3 separate regions of the Mus musculus genome follow, and all the other regions are linked to region 1. Evidence: chromatin contacts called from public Hi-C and HiCAR-type data. All regions are on one chromosome and are shown on one strand. Each heading gives the region's core, a stretch centred on a gene start, on an enhancer-like site or on the middle of the called end of the contact. The rest is flanking DNA. Distances are from core to core; before and after follow the strand shown.

Evidence for each region. A called contact is a pair of places that touch in the nucleus more often than the background predicts. HiCAR-type assays count read pairs that join an accessible place to other places.
Region 2: a contact with region 1 is called in a Hi-C map of uterus, with 4 times the contacts expected there. The contact joins the promoter of Erp44 here to the promoter of Rnf20 in region 1. A contact is called at or near these places in 1 of 39 promoter capture datasets (embryonic stem cells), 2 of 484 Hi-C or Micro-C datasets (CD4 T cells and uterus) and 1 of 9 other capture datasets (liver).
Region 3: a contact with region 1 is called in a HiCAR-type map of astrocytes, with 3 times the contacts expected there. The contact joins the promoter of Tmeff1 here to the promoter of Rnf20 in region 1. A contact is called at or near these places in 2 of 39 promoter capture datasets (embryonic stem cells and stem cell-derived epiblast-like cells), 1 of 484 Hi-C or Micro-C datasets (cortical neurons) and 3 of 115 datasets of contacts at active chromatin or transcription factors (astrocytes, embryonic forebrain and embryonic stem cells).

Annotation. Positions count from the first base shown.
Region 1 is chr4:49,630,778-49,633,372 of GRCm38.p6, forward strand. It overlaps Rnf20 (ring finger protein 20), which reads left to right and starts at 1,283. Exons shown (of 21, transcript NM_182999.2): 1 at 1,283-1,434; 2 at 1,588-1,735; 3 at 2,477-2,595. The coding sequence starts at 2,505. Gm45952 (predicted gene, 45952) reads right to left here and starts at 1,175. Exons shown (of 2, transcript NR_168526.1): 1 at 1,078-1,175; 2 at 1-86.
Region 2 is chr4:48,278,311-48,280,905 of GRCm38.p6, forward strand. It overlaps Erp44 (endoplasmic reticulum protein 44), which reads right to left and starts at 1,279. Exons shown (of 12, transcript NM_029572.3): 1 at 1,074-1,279. The coding sequence starts at 1,130. It overlaps Invs (inversin), which reads left to right and starts at 1,450. Exons shown (of 17, transcript NM_010569.4): 1 at 1,450-1,665.
Region 3 is chr4:48,583,897-48,586,491 of GRCm38.p6, forward strand. It overlaps Tmeff1 (transmembrane protein with EGF-like and two follistatin-like domains 1), which reads left to right and starts at 1,278. Exons shown (of 10, transcript NM_001356272.1): 1 at 1,278-1,745. The coding sequence starts at 1,574.

The DNA of each region.
Region 1 (2,595 bases), core at 33-2,532:
AGTTCAGCCCTTGAGACCCGAGCCTTCGAAGTACGACCTAGCTCCAAAAGTTGTCCTCTGAGCTTTACATGTGGGCACTCGAACACCTATGCACACATTAAAAAAAAATCATATTAAGACGGGTACTGAGATTACAGACTAATTGACTTGTTCTTAATTAACACCCTCCTCCCCCCCCCCGACCCCCCCCCCCCCATCCCCAGTGTCTCTGGTCAGTATCTTATCCTCTCCAAACACTAAAGCAGTAGTTTCCAAACCTGTGATGAGAATCCATAGGGGGAAGATGGGATGGGATGAAGGTGGCTTTATTTTTTTTTTTATTTTTTATTTTTGGTTTTTGAGACAGGGTTTCTCTGCGTAGCTCTGGCTGTCCTGGAACTCACTCTGTAGACTATGCTGGCCTTGAACTCAGAAATCTGCCTGCCTCTGCCTCCCAAGTGCTGGGATTAAAGGCATGCGCCACCACCGCCCGGCGAAGGTGACTTTTTAACCCTACAAGAGACTAAAGTTCTCCAGCTGAGTGTCATTTGCAGGTAGTGCTAAATAGAGACCCCGCTTATTTATTTTGGCCTTCCCAGACAGGAGTTTCTCTGTGTAGTATTTATTTATTTTGAGGCAGGGTTTCTATGCATAGTATGTATGTATTTATGTGCTTATTTATTTTGGTTTTTCAAGACATGGTTTCTCTGTGTAGCTCCGGCTGTACGAGAACTCGCTTTGTAGACCAGGCTAGCCTTGAACTCAGAGGAATCAGCCCGCTTCTACCTCCTGAGTGCTGGGATTAAAGGCGAGTGCTACCATCGCCGTGCTGGAATCCCCTTTAAGGAAACTACACAGAACTAGAAATCGGTCAAATTCCTTGAGTTTTACGCAGGCTATTTCATCTCTTTAAAGAGTGCTCCACCCACACCTCAGGTAAGGGCGCTTGCCCTTTGGGAGATGGACAGGACCATCAACCAATTAGCAGCTTGGATGAGATAGGACCGCCCCCCCAACACAAAACATAAACAAAACGCTTTCCGTCAGTAATAATAATGGACCTTAAAAAAAAGAAAACAAAAAACAAAAAAACCGTACACAATGCTTCGCGTTGAAGAGACCGGTCACTTTGGGACTGGAGTCTGAAACAGTCCCCGCCCATCCCAACACAGAGGCGGCAGCGCACACGCAGAACTGACTGCGCCCCCTCCTCACGCGTCACTTCCGCCTGGCGGTCTCCCACACGTCACTTCCGCCCTCTCCTCGCCGTGCCTCGGGTAAAGTTGAAGCAACTTCCTTTTCCTTTTCCCTACTTCCTCTCCGTGCCTCCGCCTCCGTGGAGCTCAGTCCCTCTCGCAGCGGATCCCAAGTGAATCCCTTGGAGTCCCTCTCGGGCCTTCGTGAAGAAGCGCTGGGAGCCGCGCGCTCCCTGCGGCGGGAGTTGCCAGAGCCCAGGTTTGCTCTGTCGTCTGCTGCTCCCGGGCCGTGAGCGGCGAGGACTCTCGGGTCCCATCTTCCCGGCCTGTAGTTAGCCACGCCGGAGCCAGCGGCCAGCGCTCTCCAGTCAAGCTGCGCTCTCTCCTCAGCTCCCGTCTCCTCTCTTTGCAGGCGAGGTCCAACCCAGATTGCTGCTTGCCATTGACGCCTCGTCCCGGAGTTTGGATCGGAAGCCGGCTGGATGTAGACCCCTGATGGCCGCGGTGCTCGCCATCTAGCATCCATTCCACCTCCTTGTGAGTTTCGGAACCAGAGTCAGGTAGGAAATACTGAAAGAGCATCCCGTCTGAACAGATAAAGAAACGGGGATTGTTGGCAGGTTCGGTCTCTAAAGGCAGCCCGGCTCCCCAAAGGAAGCGCTGGGGTGCTCACCTACGTCTGACATCTGGAGAACTAACTGCTCAGGGAGCGTTTACAAGGCTCTGCAAAGAGAACGCTTGCATTTCTGGGTGCTTAGTGTTCATCTGACATTATGCTAAGTTGTTTCTATAACTATGCCATCCATTTGTTGCAGTAAGTCTAGCAACATGTTGTTGTCCTTCGTTTAGGAAACCGAGATTCAGAGATAACTGACTTGTATAGGATTAATGACTTAGCTAATGTTTCCCACGTCTCTTGCCCCAAGTCTCCTAATACTTTAACCTTAACCTCTGTCATAAATAAACTCTCCTTCTTTTAGTTTTTTGTTTTTGGCATCTCAGGAAGTGAGAATCCTGAAATTTATTCATAGCTTCTCTATTATTTGAGTAGAATTTTATTTGTTATTAGCATCTTGTGTAGAAATTTATAATCCTGTCAATCCCATTCCTCAACAGTTCCCCTCCCCCTTCTCTCTTGATTTAGGGTTGATGGGTTTTGTCGTAGAATTATTTGATTTAGGTTAAAGAGTTGGCCTGAAAAAAATTACTAGTTTTTATATACAGGTACTTTATATTGTGGCATGTCTGCTTATCTTGATTCAGTTCATGTTTTCTATTTTTGTTTCTGTTTTTTCATTCAGAAAAATATAACTGTCATCTTATACCAAGATGTCAGGAATTGGAAATAAAAGAGCAGCTGGAGAGCCGGGCACATCTATGCCTCCAGAGAAGAAGACAGCTGTTGAAGATTCAGGGACCA
Region 2 (2,595 bases), core at 29-2,528, 1.4 Mb before region 1:
TTAAGTGCAGACATTAAACTTTTTATGTGATACGGGGGAATACACACTACAAATTAAGAAATCTATTTCTAGACTCAGTTTCGCCTGTAACCAACTACACAGCTTCTTGCAAGTTAATTATTATTCTTAAGCTGTGAAGAAAGTAATTTATATTCAATGATGCTAATCTTAGCTTTCTAAGAATCTACCACAATTCAAGTATTCTCAAATGCTGTCATTACGGTCCAATTAAATTCCTCTCATGTTCACATATGGAGTTAGACCTTCAGTTTTTGTCTCAATTTGACCTTAAGAAGAGGCCAAGTAAGTTGCATACTCAAGATAGACTTCAGAAGAAGAACTGGGGGAAGATTCTTTTCTAAGATGGGATGGTGTTGGGCAGGCAGGGAAGTACCAAGCACCTAGGTATGCAGGAGAGCTGGTTATTCTCCAGTTCAGAGCACTGACCAAGATTTATGTATGCTTCTAGGGTGCAGAGGTTGCAACAAGGCTAGCAGGAGGCTCTAGCAGAGCCTGTCAGATAATCACATCCTCCACCTTTTCAAATTCCTATTCTCCCAGTCGACACCAAACCAGACTCCAGTTCCGGGTTTCCAACCAATCACATTAAGCCACAACAGAGGGCTTTGCCAGCCGGTTTCAAGGATCCAGAGAGAGATTCACACGACCCCAACACCTGTCGGCTTCTAACGCCCCTCCATGTGGGAGAAAACATTAGGTGTACCCTAGGTCCCTTAGGATTCTGGTGCCCCAAGCAGGTCCTCAACGTCCACAAAACTGAAACGAACTCCAGGGGCCTCAGCGGTGACCTCCCTCCCACGGATCACTCACTCCCCCCAAGGCGAATTCTCCTATTTGCAGGTTCCAAGCCCTGACTGTGCTTTCGCAGGCCTTGTGGACCGCAGGCTTAAGGAGCCAAAAGAACGGCCAAAGTGAAGGTAGTGCCCGGGGGTGCACGCCTCGCCAGCGGAGGAGAGTCGAGGCAAGCAGGGGGCTGCACCGTTCCCCCTCGCGGAGGGCGGGAGGCGTTCAGGGACACAGTCGGAGGGTTTGTCACCCCGACATACACTCACCAGGAGCAGCAAGGAGCATCTGAGGTCTGCTAAAGACAGGAAGACCGCAGGATTCATGGTAACGACGGGGTCGACGGCGGGGTCAGGAGGTGGCGGCTGGGACTGGACCGGGCTAGAAAAGGGCTGGGCTCCGGGGCCGGCGGCAGCGGCACCTCGTCCTCTCGACCCGGAGCTCCAGCGGCGAACACCCGGGACAACTTCCAGAGAGGCCTCTCACGCCCTCACTTCCGGGTCCTGCCCATCTCGAAGCACGTCGGGAAATGTAGTCCATACTGTAGTTTCATTGACCATGTCATCGGAGAGCTGGGACTCTCTTTCCCAGTAAGCCCTGTGCCCACGACGGCCAAGCCATCTGTGCGCGGGGCTCTTCGGGATTGGAAGGGACCGCGTACCTCTGTGCCTCCGGGACGGGAACTACAATTCCCAGAGGGCTGTGCAGCCTGGAGCCCCAGGCTACTTCTTCAGAGCTCCCGGGCTCTAGTGTCCTGGGGTCTGTTCCTGTGGGCGCAGTGGCCTGGCTTGGCGGTAGGGGCGGCCCCGTGAGGGTTGTGCCTCCTGGGGCGGCCCCGGGACGCCATTCTTGGAGTCAGGGGTGAGTAGGAAGCGGTCCAGCATCGGCGGCTCGGGTAGGATGGAGAGCACCGCCCCGGGCTGCTGCTGCGTTTTCTTGGCCCGCCTGATCTGAGGTGTGGCCTGAGCCTCCATCCCTGGCCTCCAAGCTGCTGCCTCTTCTTTCTGTGCTACTTCCTCCGTTATATAAGGAGAATCACCACTGGGGCTTCGGTCAATCACTTACCCAGGGTTGTTTCAGAGGGTCCGTGAAACGAAGAGAACAGGGATGGGAAAGCATGCTGTAAACTGTAAAGCGCAGTGCCCAAGTGGCCGTGACCACTTCTTACAGTACAATTACGAAGTAACCAAGTAATAAAGGATTTTAACTTGGTGTATGGTAGCTTTCCAGAATCTTCTGTGAACATCCAGCTAGATCCACGTGCCTGGAAAGTTAGCCACATCATCACTACTTAGGAGGCATTCTTCATTTGTGATTCTCCCTACTCCAGTTCTTTGCTTCAGCCTTCCTGCTGCCTGAAGTGGCCTTACCCTTTTTCTTTCTGGCTTGCCATCTCAAGTGTCACCACTTCTGACATTTGATTCCCCTGACATCTGTCACAGTCACCAAATCTTTCTTCCTAAGCAGAATTTCTTTTTTCTGTGTGTGAGCTCAGCACCACTACGTTTGCATAGCAGTAATTAGAGTGTTTATTGCACAGGCTTATTTTATAATTATTTAATGATGATGATACATTTTAAAGCACTAACAAAGTGGCTTTGATTTCTTTCTATAAAAAATTATTTATTGGGGTGGGGACAACAAGGAAATGAGCATCTCTGCTAAAGGAGAAGAAGGAGGAGGAGGAAGAGGAGGAGGAGGAGAAAGAAGAAGAAGAAGAAGAAGAAGAAGAAGAAGAAGAAGAAGAAGAAGAAGAAGAAAATGATGAAGAACTAGCAACAGCACCTAGAG
Region 3 (2,595 bases), core at 28-2,527, 1.0 Mb before region 1:
CAAAATGTATGCATGAATAGTGCTAAGTTTGTCAGTCTTTCTAACTTTTTAATAATCATCCAGAGGGGTAACTTTTTGGTTTAAATATCTTTCCCTTTGTTGCTAGTGGCTTTAAATTTTTTTTGAAAATAAGTTTATTTGTAATGTATATGGGTGTTTTGTTTGATGCATATCTATACCACATGCCTACACTGCCCTTTGAGGCCAGAAGAGAGTTCTTGGTACAGTGTTTACAGATGGTTGTGATGCTGTGGGAATCCAAGCTGGGGCCTCTGCAAAAGCAGCCTGGGCTCTCAGCTGCCGGCTATCTCTTGCTGGTCTCCAAAGCTTTCTCCCTTGCCTGGACTTCTCAAAGCCTCCTTGTCTTTACTTCTATGTTCAGTGTTTGTTTTGTATTTAGATTGTAGCTTTCTTCAAGTGTCCTTTTTGCAATTTTCTTAATTTTACAATGAAATTCTAGAATTCCTTCTGAAGTGGGCAACAATAACAGACTTCGAACAAAGCGGAAAATTTCCAAAAATTTGGCCTATGGTCTTATTGCCTGTGTAAAGTTATCATCTAGCAAGGTGAGGGCTGCAGAGGACTGTACTGGGCTCCAGACAGCTGGAAGACTCTTGGTCCCAACTTCCTGATTTGGGGAAGGCAGAAAACCAGTATGGGAACTCCTTTGTAGGGCTGTGAAATAGAACTGGAGAGGATACAGGCTAAGAGCTTCCTCTAGGCCTTGGATATAGCAAATCCGCTCTAAATCTTTGCTATTATGCGCGGAAAGGGCAACGCACTTTAAAGATTCAGCCGAGAGATGTAGTTATCCAGGAACCCGGTGGGGCGAGTCTTGGGGATTAAGCCTTTTCCCCGGAGAAGTGCACAGCGGGAGTGAGCACTAGGTACCAATCCCGATCCTGCCCATTTCTTGGGATGTGACTGACCTTGGACAAGTCACCTTTTGCCTTTAACTCCACCTGGAAAACACACGAAAGACCACCCGAGCTCGTGCAGGGTTAGAAGGCGCGTGGGAAAGGCTCACAAAGGGCTTCTGAGACACCGTCCCGAAGCTCTCTCCAGTATCCTCGGCGCCGTCCGGCCAGCCGGAGGGATCGGCGACCCCGGCCCGCGCCCCCGCCCGCCTCAGGAACAATGGCTCCCCGGGAGGGGCGGAGCTCGGCGCCGGGGGTGTGCGCGGGGCGGGGTCGCCGCTCCCTCCCCGCCCGCGGCTCCGTCACGCGCCCCTCACCGGGCGGGCCGGGGTCTTTGTGACGCGGCGGCGACAGCCGCGCGGACACAAAGGGAAGGCGAGCCTGCGAGCTAGAAGCTGCGTCCGTCCCCGCCCCGCGCCCCCCGCGCGCGCCCCAGCTCCGTGTTCCCCACGCGGCGCGCTCCCTGCCCTCGCGCGCCCGCGCCCCTCGCCCGCGCCGGGGTCTCCCAACGAGGCTGTCCCGAGCGCGGAGGGCCGGGGCCTGGCGGGGATGCTGCGGGGCTGCCCCGGGCGGCTGCACGGCTGCTAGGAGGCGGCGCGGGGCCGGTGTGCCCGGCCTGCCGCTCCCTGAGCTCCCCGCCGTGCGGCCGCGACAGCATGGGCGCCCAGGCGCCGCTCCGGCTGCCGGCCGCGCCCCCGCTCGCCGTCTGCGGCTACACGTCGGTGCTTCTGCTCTTCGCCTTCTGCCTGCCCGGGAGCCGCGCGTCCAACCAGCCCGCGGGCGGCGGCGGGGACTGTCCGGGAGGCAGAGGCAAGAGCAACTGCTCAGGTAGGAGCCGCCGGCGCCCGCCTCTGGGGCTCCTCCCTTCCGCCGTTCTGGGCCGCGGGAGGACCCGGTGTGGACCAGGGTGCTGAGGAGTCCCGGGGGCCGGGCGGAGGGCAGGACGAGAGTTCGCGGTGCGGGCTTTGGGGACCTGGGTTGGGGATGGGGAGTGGTCGTTTGTGGGTCCGTAGGTGTCGAGTGGCCGGGACTAGGGCGGCCCTGCGGCGTGGTGAGCTGGTGAGGTTCCGCGAGACGGAGCAGTGATCCTGGGTTTGCTCGTGGAAGCGCGTGTAAAGTGTTGTGAAGCCCCAAGGGAGGGAGGACGGCTAGGCTTCAAGGGGAGTGTGTGCGTGTGTGTGTGTTTGTGTGTGAGTGTGATGGTGAGGAACTGGCGGACTGAGGATAAGGGCCTGAGAACTGACCATGTGTTGGTGGGGAGGTTCTTAAGAGTTCCTGGGTTTTAAGAGGGGTAATGCCGGTAAAAAGAAGGAGTGGTTATGTTTGTCCTTTGGGTTCAGGGGTGCAGTGGGGACCAAATCTGTCCACGGTTCTGTGCATCAGGGCAGCAGGGAGTCCCAGGAGGGCCCAGGAAGTGTTTTGTTGGTTGTGTCTGGACAAAGCCTGAGGCTCAGGTAACCACGCTGGAGTACGTATATAGGGTGAAGAGATGAGAGCCCAGTAGTGAACCCAGTTTGACAGAGGGAGGGAGCTAGGGAGTCATCTTGTGTGGGATTTGGGTATGAAAGGTAATTAGGTCTCAGAGAGTGCCCCTGTGTAGCTAGAGTAACCCCGGGTTAATTAAAGTGGTGTAGAAAGAGAGGCAATGGTGGTGTGTGTGTTTTGCAGGAGGACCTGG